Linked DNA regions of Sus scrofa: region 2 is linked to region 1. The links are chromatin contacts, called in public HiChIP or PLAC-seq maps. All regions are on one chromosome and are shown on one strand. The core of a region is the stretch at or near the end of the contact, and the rest is flanking DNA. Distances in the headings are between cores, read along the strand shown. Region 1 holds the start of COG6 (conserved oligomeric Golgi complex subunit 6). Region 2 holds the start of MRPS31 (28S ribosomal protein S31, mitochondrial).

Evidence for each region. HiChIP or PLAC-seq counts read pairs in DNA pulled down with a chosen protein or histone mark.
Region 2: an H3K27ac HiChIP or PLAC-seq map of alveolar macrophages shows a contact between it and region 1. The contact joins the promoter of MRPS31 here to the promoter of COG6 in region 1. A contact is called at or near these places in 1 of 5 promoter capture datasets (liver) and 1 of 2 datasets of contacts at active chromatin or transcription factors (alveolar macrophages).

Annotation. Positions count from the first base shown.
Region 1 is chr11:14,573,183-14,578,080 of Sscrofa11.1, reverse strand. It overlaps COG6 (conserved oligomeric Golgi complex subunit 6), which reads right to left and starts at 1,877. Exons shown (of 22, transcript XR_002336515.1): 1 at 1,627-1,877. It overlaps LHFP (lipoma HMGIC fusion partner), which reads left to right and starts at 1,951. Exons shown (of 6, transcript XM_005668367.3): 1 at 1,951-2,282; 2 at 2,374-2,483.
Region 2 is chr11:15,470,362-15,475,259 of Sscrofa11.1, reverse strand. MRPS31 (28S ribosomal protein S31, mitochondrial) reads left to right here and starts at 2,940. Exons shown (of 8, transcript XM_001926103.5): 1 at 2,940-3,160. The coding sequence starts at 3,036.

The DNA of each region.
Region 1 (4,898 bases), core at 628-3,127:
GGACAGAGGAGAGGAGGCAGAGTTCCAAGCCCATGATATCTAATAGCACCCTAAATCCTACAGACAGAAATTCCTACACCTGAACCATGTATGTTCCAAGAGGCTGACCTTTCCATTTTTTGGTTATAATGATATTTTAGGATACTGGACTGACAAAAAGCTATTTAAATTCAGTTTAATATGTGAGAGTAAAAATATCCTTAACTATCAATATTTACTGTAAAACAAAGCTGTTTCTTTTGAATACAGGCTTGAAATGTCCTAGGGCCTGGCCCAAAGGAGTAGTCAGTCAGTAAATGCTGAATGAACAAAATCACAAAGATTAGGGGCAAATTACAGCTCACCACTTACCCAGTATGTCACTTAAGCTAGTAACATTCTCTCCACACCTTATTTTTCTCATTGGGTAAAAAGGCGATAATATTAATTTATCAGAGTAGATGTAGTAAATGAAATAGTCCATGTCAATATTAGATACTTTAAACCCTTAAGAAATTGTATAATATTAGCATTTAATAAGAATTAACATTTCATAAGGAAAAACTGCTGGGGCCCTGTGCTAAGCAGTCTCTCCCTGAACCCTCACAACAACCCTGAGAAAGTTATTAGCAGTATTCCCAATTTAGAATTTTAACATCAGCTTAGAGAAGGGGCTTAAACCATAATGCACCAATTTGGTGGTTTAGAGCCAATAATCCGTGGCCCCAGAGCCTACCTTTCTTAGCTCATTATATTGTTATTTTTTTAACACAAAAATTCTTATTGACAGGTTACTGTCAGTTACCTACAAATTCATCTTTAGAACTCTCACTTCTACATATATATTTTTATTTTAACCACAACGGCATGACAATATACCTAGGGACTCAGTGATACAGAAGAGATAAGCAGCTACTAGTGGAGATGGGAAGTCCGCTCTAAGTTTCAGAAGGTACTTGGAAGAGGATGCGGGAGGTTTATCTTGTAAAGAAATACAGCACAAGCCCACACGTCAGTTAGTGCTTGGCTAACAACAAAATTAGTATTGTTTCCTTTGAACCATCAACAGGTGGTAGCCCTTTCGCGCTGTAAATTGTTAGTGCTTGGCCAACAACAAAAACTAGTATTGTTTCCTTTGAACCATAAGCAGGTGGTAGCCCTGTCGCTCTGTAAATTGTTAGATGTTTTCACCTGTCAATGGAAAAGCTCAGTGATGCTTAGCCTTGGCCTTCGTTCCTCCGAAGGCCCCCCTTCGTCCTGCCTTATCTTGCATTTTCCTCTTTTGCCCGTTTCTTCTTCTGCGCCCCCAGGGGGGTGTCTCCTCTCTCCCTCCCTGCTCAGAACCCCCGAACACCTGCGGAAGCAGGGCGCCTCCACCGTTTACCTTCCGGATCCAGAGTCATCGAGGAAAGAACCGTTTTAAATAAATAGGGAGCAATACCCAGAAAACCTCTTCGCTTTTCCAGGGGCTCCTCGGCCTACCCTTTCTTACCCGCCCCATGCCGGCACGACAGCGGGTCCCGAGGGCCTGGGGTCCCCTCGGCGGTGGGGACAAGGGACAAGCTAGAGGGTGTCGGACAGACGCCGCCCCCAGTCCCTCCGACCCGCGAACGACGCGGGACCTTCGGCCCTGCCGGCTGCGGTTACCTTGTCGTTGTCCAGCCGCGTGTCCAGGATCTTACGCAGCTTCCGCGACAGCGGGTTGTTGGTCTGCGCCGAGGTCCCACTGGCCCCATTACTGAAGCCGTTGGCAGCCCCGGTCACGGGCACTGCGACTACTTCCCCGCTACCCTCAGCCATAGCGCCGCGCGTCCCGCCCCCTCCTCGGCGCCGGCCACCTCAGCCCCGGTGCGCGACGCGCCAGCAGCCGCGCATCGCGCATGCGCCTACCTACCGCGCATGCGCCCTGGGAAGGTTCTGCCCTGACCACTCCTGTTGAGCGGAGCTGCTGGGGGCGGTAGAAATTGGTGGAAGGAAGAGAAGGGGCGGGGCAGGACTCTCGGAGCAAGAGGGGACGAGACTAACGCGCGACTTTGCAAAATAGATTAAACTTCAGGGCAAATTTATAGAGTTTGGAGATTCCAGTTTACGGGATTAAAAGGGCATGTGGAATCCTGAATCTTTGAAAGTTCGTGCTAGGCAGAAGTGAAACACACGGAGCCCTGTGTCTCACAAATACGTTCGGTAAAAGTTATTTCCAGTTAAGATCACTTTAGAATACTATGCAACTGTTATCTGCTGTGAAGGAGATTTAAATGAGGCTGTGGAAAGAATTCCAAAATCTAGTATGTGAAAAAAGCAAGGTGCGTTATAGTGTATATAATGTGAAACACTTGTGTGATTGTGTGAAAAAGAGAAATGTGTAAATTTAGGCTTTTTTTTTTTTTTTTCCAGGATGGCATTCCTGTGGAAAGGAGGTTTCCATTTTTCATTTGGTACCTTTCCAAGCGGCCTGAAATTTTCTAATCTTCGTGTGTTGCTGAATATGTGAACAGGTTAATAAGGTAGGCCCGCAACCTTAAATTATTCCCCACCTTTCCGTGTTTATTTGCACTTCTCTGAATTTGCATTTGTAAACAAAATAATCTGAAACTTGGAATGATATGTAGGAGTGCGAAGACAGGGACATTATGGTAAAATTTAAATATATTTAAAGCAATTTTTATGTTTTTTAATGTTAATTTATTTTATAATGCTAACTATAAATTATAAGTTAAAGCCGTAAAAATCAGGATTTTCAACAGTTCAAATCAATATTTTCCAACAGTTAAAAATAATTATTCAGGTAAGCCTCATCAGAGACCTAAGTTTTAAATATGTGTATATTTTTATATGGGTGTGTATATATATAATATTTATATATAACAATTCGTATTGAAGATAAAGGTTTTCTTTTAGTGAAAATGTGAATGCTAGTTATGTGTGTTGAGCTCCTTAATATACTAAAACACTTAGGCTATGAACACCTTGTCCTTAGAGGATGGGGAGTGTCAGCTCTGCCCCTTTTACTTTATTTGTGACTATATTGTTAGTATTATCTTCAATTTGTGGGTTCTCTGAAGGAATCTTTTTAGGCCATTTGCCATTTTGTGAGGCTGTTTATTTAAAGTTAGATGACATAATCTATAAATCCTCCCTACCTCCCCCCCCCCCCCCCCCCCCCCCCCCCGGTGTACAAACTCAAGCATTGAAAACAAGCAAAAAAAGATGACTCCCTCCCAATCCCAGCGTCATGGTACACCCAATCTCCCCCTCAGGATGCCACCCATACTGTATGTGTGATCTGTGACCTAGAAATATGAATAGTGAGAGAACCAGAGTCAACCAGTAGAGTGCATTTCCATAATGCATCACATTACAAATGAAAGTGCCACCCGGTTGCGTTCTCTGACATCCATCCTGAGATTTATGGCCCACTTTGGAGCAAACTAGTATAGAGCATCAGATCCACAGGTCTGTCTCTGGCTTTCAGGTGCTCTTTATTTTCATCCCAGCCTGATAAATGCATCCTTGGAGTTCCCGTCGTGGCGCAGTGGTTAACGAATCCGACCAGGAACCATGAGGTTTCGGGTTCGGTCCCTGGCCTTGCTCAGTGGGTTGACGATCTGGCCTTGCTGTGAGCTGTGGTGTAGGTTGGAGACGCGGCTCGGATCCCGCGTTGCAGTGGCTCTGGCGTAGGCCGGTGGCTACAGCTCCGATTCAACCCCTAGCCTGGGAACCTCCACATGCCGCGGGAGCAGCCCAAGAAATAGCAAAAAGACAAAAAAAAAAAAAAAAAAGAAATGCATCCTTATATTTTATTCTCAGTGTCTCCCTGTACTTAGCTTATGCTGCACTGCAAGAATTTTAATTCCCTGTTTCTAAACATGCCCAGTGTTTTCATCACCATCATGCACATGGCCTCCCTTCTGCCCCAAAAAGTCTCTGCATTTTATGTCTGTATCCCCACCTACCAGCTGTCTGCTTCATGAAACCTGCTTCCATTTGGGTATCATTCTTTTCACCTCCTCTGGACAAAGGTTCGTAGAACTTAAAGGTTCTCTTTGGCGCTTGAATTAGAAATAATTATATGCGTATATTATCTTTTTTATGTGCAGGCTGTAAACGCCTTAAGGAGAGGTTCTGGGTTGCATTAATTTTTCTATTCCTGACAATTATTTTGCAAAATTTTGGCACATAGTAGGCCCTTCATTCAGAAGCAAAGCGATACTGTAAAGCAATATGGGCTGGGAATCAGAGAGACCTAAGGCATGGACTAAGGATTCTCATTTTTGTGAAAATTTTGGAAAGGAAGAACCTTCTATTGGTCAGAATTGTCCAACAAGGAAATGGTCATACATTTATTCTCAGGGGTGAAGCAGTAACCAGTTTACAAGCCCTCAGGAGAAAGAAACTTCCCATGAGGTGGGTCATCAAATTGAAGTTCTTTTCAATGGCATACATCTATGATTTGGAACAGAAAGAAACACCAGATCTCTAAAGGCTACTTCCAAGGAGAATGCTGTTATGTTTTAAAGTTATCTGCCATATCTCAATTTTATGGACCATCTCTAGTCTTATGTATTGACATATGTATAAGATACAGTTTTAAGAGCAAAAAAGTGATTTACGTTTTGATTTCAGGCTTGCTTATCCTTTTACAAATTAACTAGTTCAGTAGGTGATTATATCCAACCTTACCCTGGAGGACTGGCTGTCCTGCTGCTAACAAGAAATATTATATCTATTAATTCAGTGTGATATCATCCAGCCCACATTCTGCAGGCACAGATAATGAAGGCAATTTAGGTAATGGACGTCACATAATTTATTGCAGGGCTAGTGTTGCTGTCTTCCACACCCAGTTTTGATCATATAGCAATCAGAAAACATAGCTGCGAGCATTGTTTATGACTAGAAAGATTGTTAATATCCTACAG
Region 2 (4,898 bases), core at 1,691-4,190, 900 kb before region 1:
GTTCCCTCCCTAGAAATCTGGGCTGGCCCCTGTGACTCATTTTTACCAATAGAATGTCACAGAGGTGATGCTATATGACTCCCAGTGCTATGTTATGAAAAGCTATGCAGCTGTAGACTGCACCTGTGGAACCCTCTCAGTAAGGTAAGCCAGCTTCCATGTAAGAAATTCAAATACCTTAAGGAGTTCTCGTCGTGGCGCAGTGGTTAACGAATCCGACTAGGAACCATGAGGTTGCGGGTTCGATCCCTGATCTTGCTCAGTGGGTTAACGATCCAGCGTTGCCGTGAGCTGTGGTGCAGGTCACAGACGTGGCTCGGATCCCGCATTGCTATGGCTCTGTCTTAGGCTGGCAGCTACAGCTCCGATTTGACCCCTAGCCTGGGAACTCCAGGAGCGGCCCCAAGAAATGGTAAAAAGACCAAAAAAAAAAAAAAAAAAGAAAGAAATTCAAATACCTTAAGATGCCATGCTGTGAGGAAGCCCAAGCTAGCCAGGTAGAGAGGTGTAGAGGAGGCAAAGGATCTCTTTTCCATTTAGTCATCCTAGGTTCATTGGCTGGGACCCTGTAAATTAGATTAGCAAAAGACAGGATATTGAGAAAAACAAAAGGAAATGTATTAACACGTGCATCATGCATACATATGGGAGCACTCAGAAGTGAGTAACTCCAAAGACTGAGTATACCTTGGGGCTAGAAAACATCTTAACCAAGGAGCAATACATTTTTAGAAATGTAACAAAACCAGAGTTCCTGTCGTAGCTCAGTGGTTGAGTCCCACTAGGAACCATGAGGTTTTGGGTTCGATCCCTGGCCTTGCTCAGTGGGTTAAGGATGCAGCATTGCCCTGAGCTGTGGTGTAGCTCACAGACGCAGCTCGGATCTGGCATTGCTGTGGCTGTGGTGAAGGCTGGCAGCTACATCTCCGATTTGACCCCTAGACTGGGAACCTCCATATGCCACGGGTGCGGCCCTAGAAAATACAAAAAAAAAAAAAAAAAAAAAAAAGAAAAAAGGGACAAAACCAAAGCAAAGGATTTTGAGTTTCTATGGTAGCAAAAATATGGGGGAACTAATAGAAAATAGAGGCTAGTGAGTAAGGTTGGCTACATGGATTCCTTTAGTGCCCTCTCTGAGCTGAGAAGAGTCTAGAATGGTCTTTGTTGATTGATTTTTGTTTTTCTTAGTAGAGGAGGGAGGCGATGGCTTCACAAATTTATGTCCTGCTTTTGGGCAAATAGGGGGAAGCAGAGAGCTTTTTTTTATGTTTGCTCAAAATAATTCTTAAACCAAAGGGGCATATTTTGGGCTGGCATAAGCTGCTACCTTTCAGAGGCCATGTGGAGAGGGAGAGTGGGGTGGGGAGGGGAGAGGAAGAGGAGATTGTGCAGGCAGCCCATTTATTCCAGCCATTCCAGCCAAACCATCAGATATGGGAATAAAAAACCCATCTTGGAATCTACTCCAGACTAATTGCTACCTGACTGCAACCACACAAGAGACCTTAAACAGGAACCTCAAAACTGAGTTCCCTCAACCATAGAACTATGACAAATAATAAATTGTTTTAAGTCATTGGGGTGATCTGTTACAGAGCAGTTGATAAATGGAATATAGAATGTTTTTGTTTTTTCCATTTTCATGGAAGGCTTGCCCAGTTAATTAGCATAGAATTTCATGAGACATTTAGCACCAAGTCACTGATGCGTATAGGGACCTATTTAAGTTGATTTGGTGCCTCTTGCTAAAGGCACTTTGTTCTAGAAAGTGCATTTCTTGGGGAAGAAAATGACTAATGAATCAATGCCAGAATAGAAGGAGGAGGAAAATCATTTTCTTTTAGGCTACGTTTTTGTTGCTTTCATAAATGATTACTCTGCGCAATTGCACAAGTTATGGTTTTTCAAAGGATAGATCTATTTTTTCTTGGAGTGTACTGACATTCCATTTTTTAAAAATTTGTGGCCAATTAGAACTACTCTATTAATTATCTTTAATGTGGTAATCATTTCATGGTGTATATGTCAAATCATGATGCACACCTTAAACTTATACGGTGCTGGACTTCAATTATATCTCAATGAAACTGGAAGAACCTCCCCCCCCCCAAGATCGCATTTCTTATAGGCAGGGAAAAAAAAAAAAGGAAAAGCATCCCTAAGTGTAACGTCCTTAGCATTGTCACAAAGGTTTTTCAGGGCTAGTGGATCTTAGCAAGATCTGCTCAACGTAAGCTGTGTTTTCAGCATCACAAAAAATTCCCCACTGATCTTGAATTTTTTTTTTTTTTTTGACATTAGGCAAAATGCTGATGTCAATATTCAACCTACAGTATGGAATTCTAAGCTACAGGTTAGGTTGCCTTGTGACTTACTAGACAGCATTTTTCACCGCGTTTATGCTCACACCCTTCCAGATCTGAGAATTCCTCACATCCTTTCTGGACCACCGTTCAATCCCTTCATAAGAGGCAGGAAAAAGCCGCATCTTTTTATTTCCAAAGCCTTTTTTGAAACATACGCATCTCATGTTTTGACTCTATGCCCAGAACAGAGACTGAAAGGAAATACTAATTTATCCGACAGCATGGCCCATGGTAACCCTTTAAGTCTCCGCGGTGGCAATCGATGATTTTTACAATACGATGAATGCTGTGATCCTCTCCCCTAAACGCCGCACCACAGGGTCAGCTCTGCGCCTCATCTTTCCCGCCCGAAAAGCAGTATTCGCAGAGTTGATGGCTCCCTCCAAGCGCTCAGCTCTCGGGTCAGGGTCCCGCCTGCAGCACCGCACCCAGGCTGACCTCATTTGACTCCACCTCCGGGACTAGAATCGCCGAGGGTGCAGTCGCTTGCAGGCTGCGGGCTCAGCGCGGCCGCGGGCGAGCCCGGAACACAGTTACCGGCCCCTGTTGCCTCCGGAACACTAGGGGAAGGAGCGCGTCAGACTGGGAAGCGGAAGTAGGAGTGGAGGGCGTGTTTGGCGGGGGACGCACCTTCGCTGCAGCGTTCCCGGTTTTAATGGTTTCTCTGCGATGCTTCCGAGGGTCTCTGCTGTCATCCCTCTTCGCCCCCTTTCCCGCCTCCCTCTGTGCTCCGGAGGCCCAGAGGCATCGGCGGCTGCCATCCTGCTGCTCGATTCTCTGCGTGGAACGGTCAGGTATCGCATTTCAGCGCTGTTGGCCCCGCAGGTCTTCAAGCAACCCCTGTCCCCGCTCCTGTACATTGTTACTTTTCTCAGGCTTCCTGGGGCCCATGTTCTGACCCTTAGGATCTTAGAAGCCTTTGCTTTATATCTGAGAAAAGGGAAATCCCAGAAAGATAAAACGACTTGCCCAAGGTCATAGCGTGCGTAGGAAACAGCTCCTGTGGCTAGGCCTGGTCCTCTGCCCTGTGCTCCTTCTACTACATACCGCGCCTCATCCCTCTTCCCACTTCCCATTTTATCCAGGTTCCAGAAAGCGAAAGGGTTTTTTTTTGTTGTTGTTATTTATTTAGTCTCCCAAGACTGTGATGATGTTACCTTGATTTTTGAAAGCGCTTACCCCCCGGTAACACAGTCCTGCCATCACAGAGCGTATAGTTCCACAAAGTAGGCAGTTCAAGTATAGTGGAGTGCTGGCTGAGATAGTGGAGGTGGCACAGAATTAATTGAACAAGTAATTGCTGGATGAGCAAATAAAGACGCCTCATCATCGTAGGAGAGGTTCAGAGTATAATTTCTAGAGAAGAAATATGATAAAATCTGAAGGAGGACCAAGGGTTGGAGTTAGCCAGGCAACAAAAAGATTTGCAGCATACTTGATGTTGGTACGTATTCTCTGAGAACACTCACGTTTGTGAAAACAATTCTACTGCATATATATTCCATATAGAAAGATTGGGGGCCAGTTTGGCTAAGTACAGCCCTGAAGCAGGTTAGGAGCAGTGGGGATGGGAAGAAGTAACTGGATGGAGGAGAAGAATTGCACAAGTGAAACTGCTAGGATATCACATGATGACATAAGGGTAGGAGAGACAGCAAAGATTTCAGCTGGCTGCCTTAGAGGATTAGGGTGCCATTAATGTTAACAAAAGAAAGCTTTTAAAATATGTCAATTTTTAGAATACAGAAATACCTGCTTATGGCAAGAGGCCCCTGAATATTCTTTTCTGTTCCATTTTAGCTTAGCTTACAAATGGTGATTAGTTAAATGGCAGGTAGCTCAATGAGGAAATTAATTAGAATCACACCCAGGAATTTTTTTTAAAGAAAGTAACCTTTTTTTAAAAAAAATAGGAGTTTCTTTATTGTCATATTGTTTTTTATGACTTTTTATAGAGCTGTTATATTGTGTTAAGAGTAAGGATGTGGGAGTTTCCATTGTGGCTCAGTGGGTTACTAACCTGACTAGTATCCATGCGGATGCCGGTTCAATCCCTGGCCTTGTTCAGTGGGTTAAGGATTCGGGGTTGCCATGAGCTGTGGAGTAGGTTGAAGACAAGGCTCAGACCTGGCGTTGCTGTGGCTGTGGCATAGGCCTGCAGCTGCAGCTCCTATTCGACCCCTAGCCTGGGAATTTCCATATGCCACAAGTGCAGCCTTAAAAAAAAAAAAAAAAAAAAAAAAAAGAGTAAGGACTTGCTGGTTTGTCAGTTTGAGGTTTGAGAATAAGAAATTGAAATGTATTAACTATATCAGTGTTTTGCAAGGTTTTTTAATGTCATGGAACACATAGACAATGAGATTTGTACCAAACCTGAGGGAACACGGAGGGAAGCAACAGACAGGAGCACCAGCAGCCTGGGCCTCACTCAGACACCCTGAGGACCAGGTGGTCAGTATCTCAGCAGGCCTGTAACTCATTTGTGGCTCACTAGTGTGCCTTCAGCTTTAGTGAGCTCTCAGCTACATGACC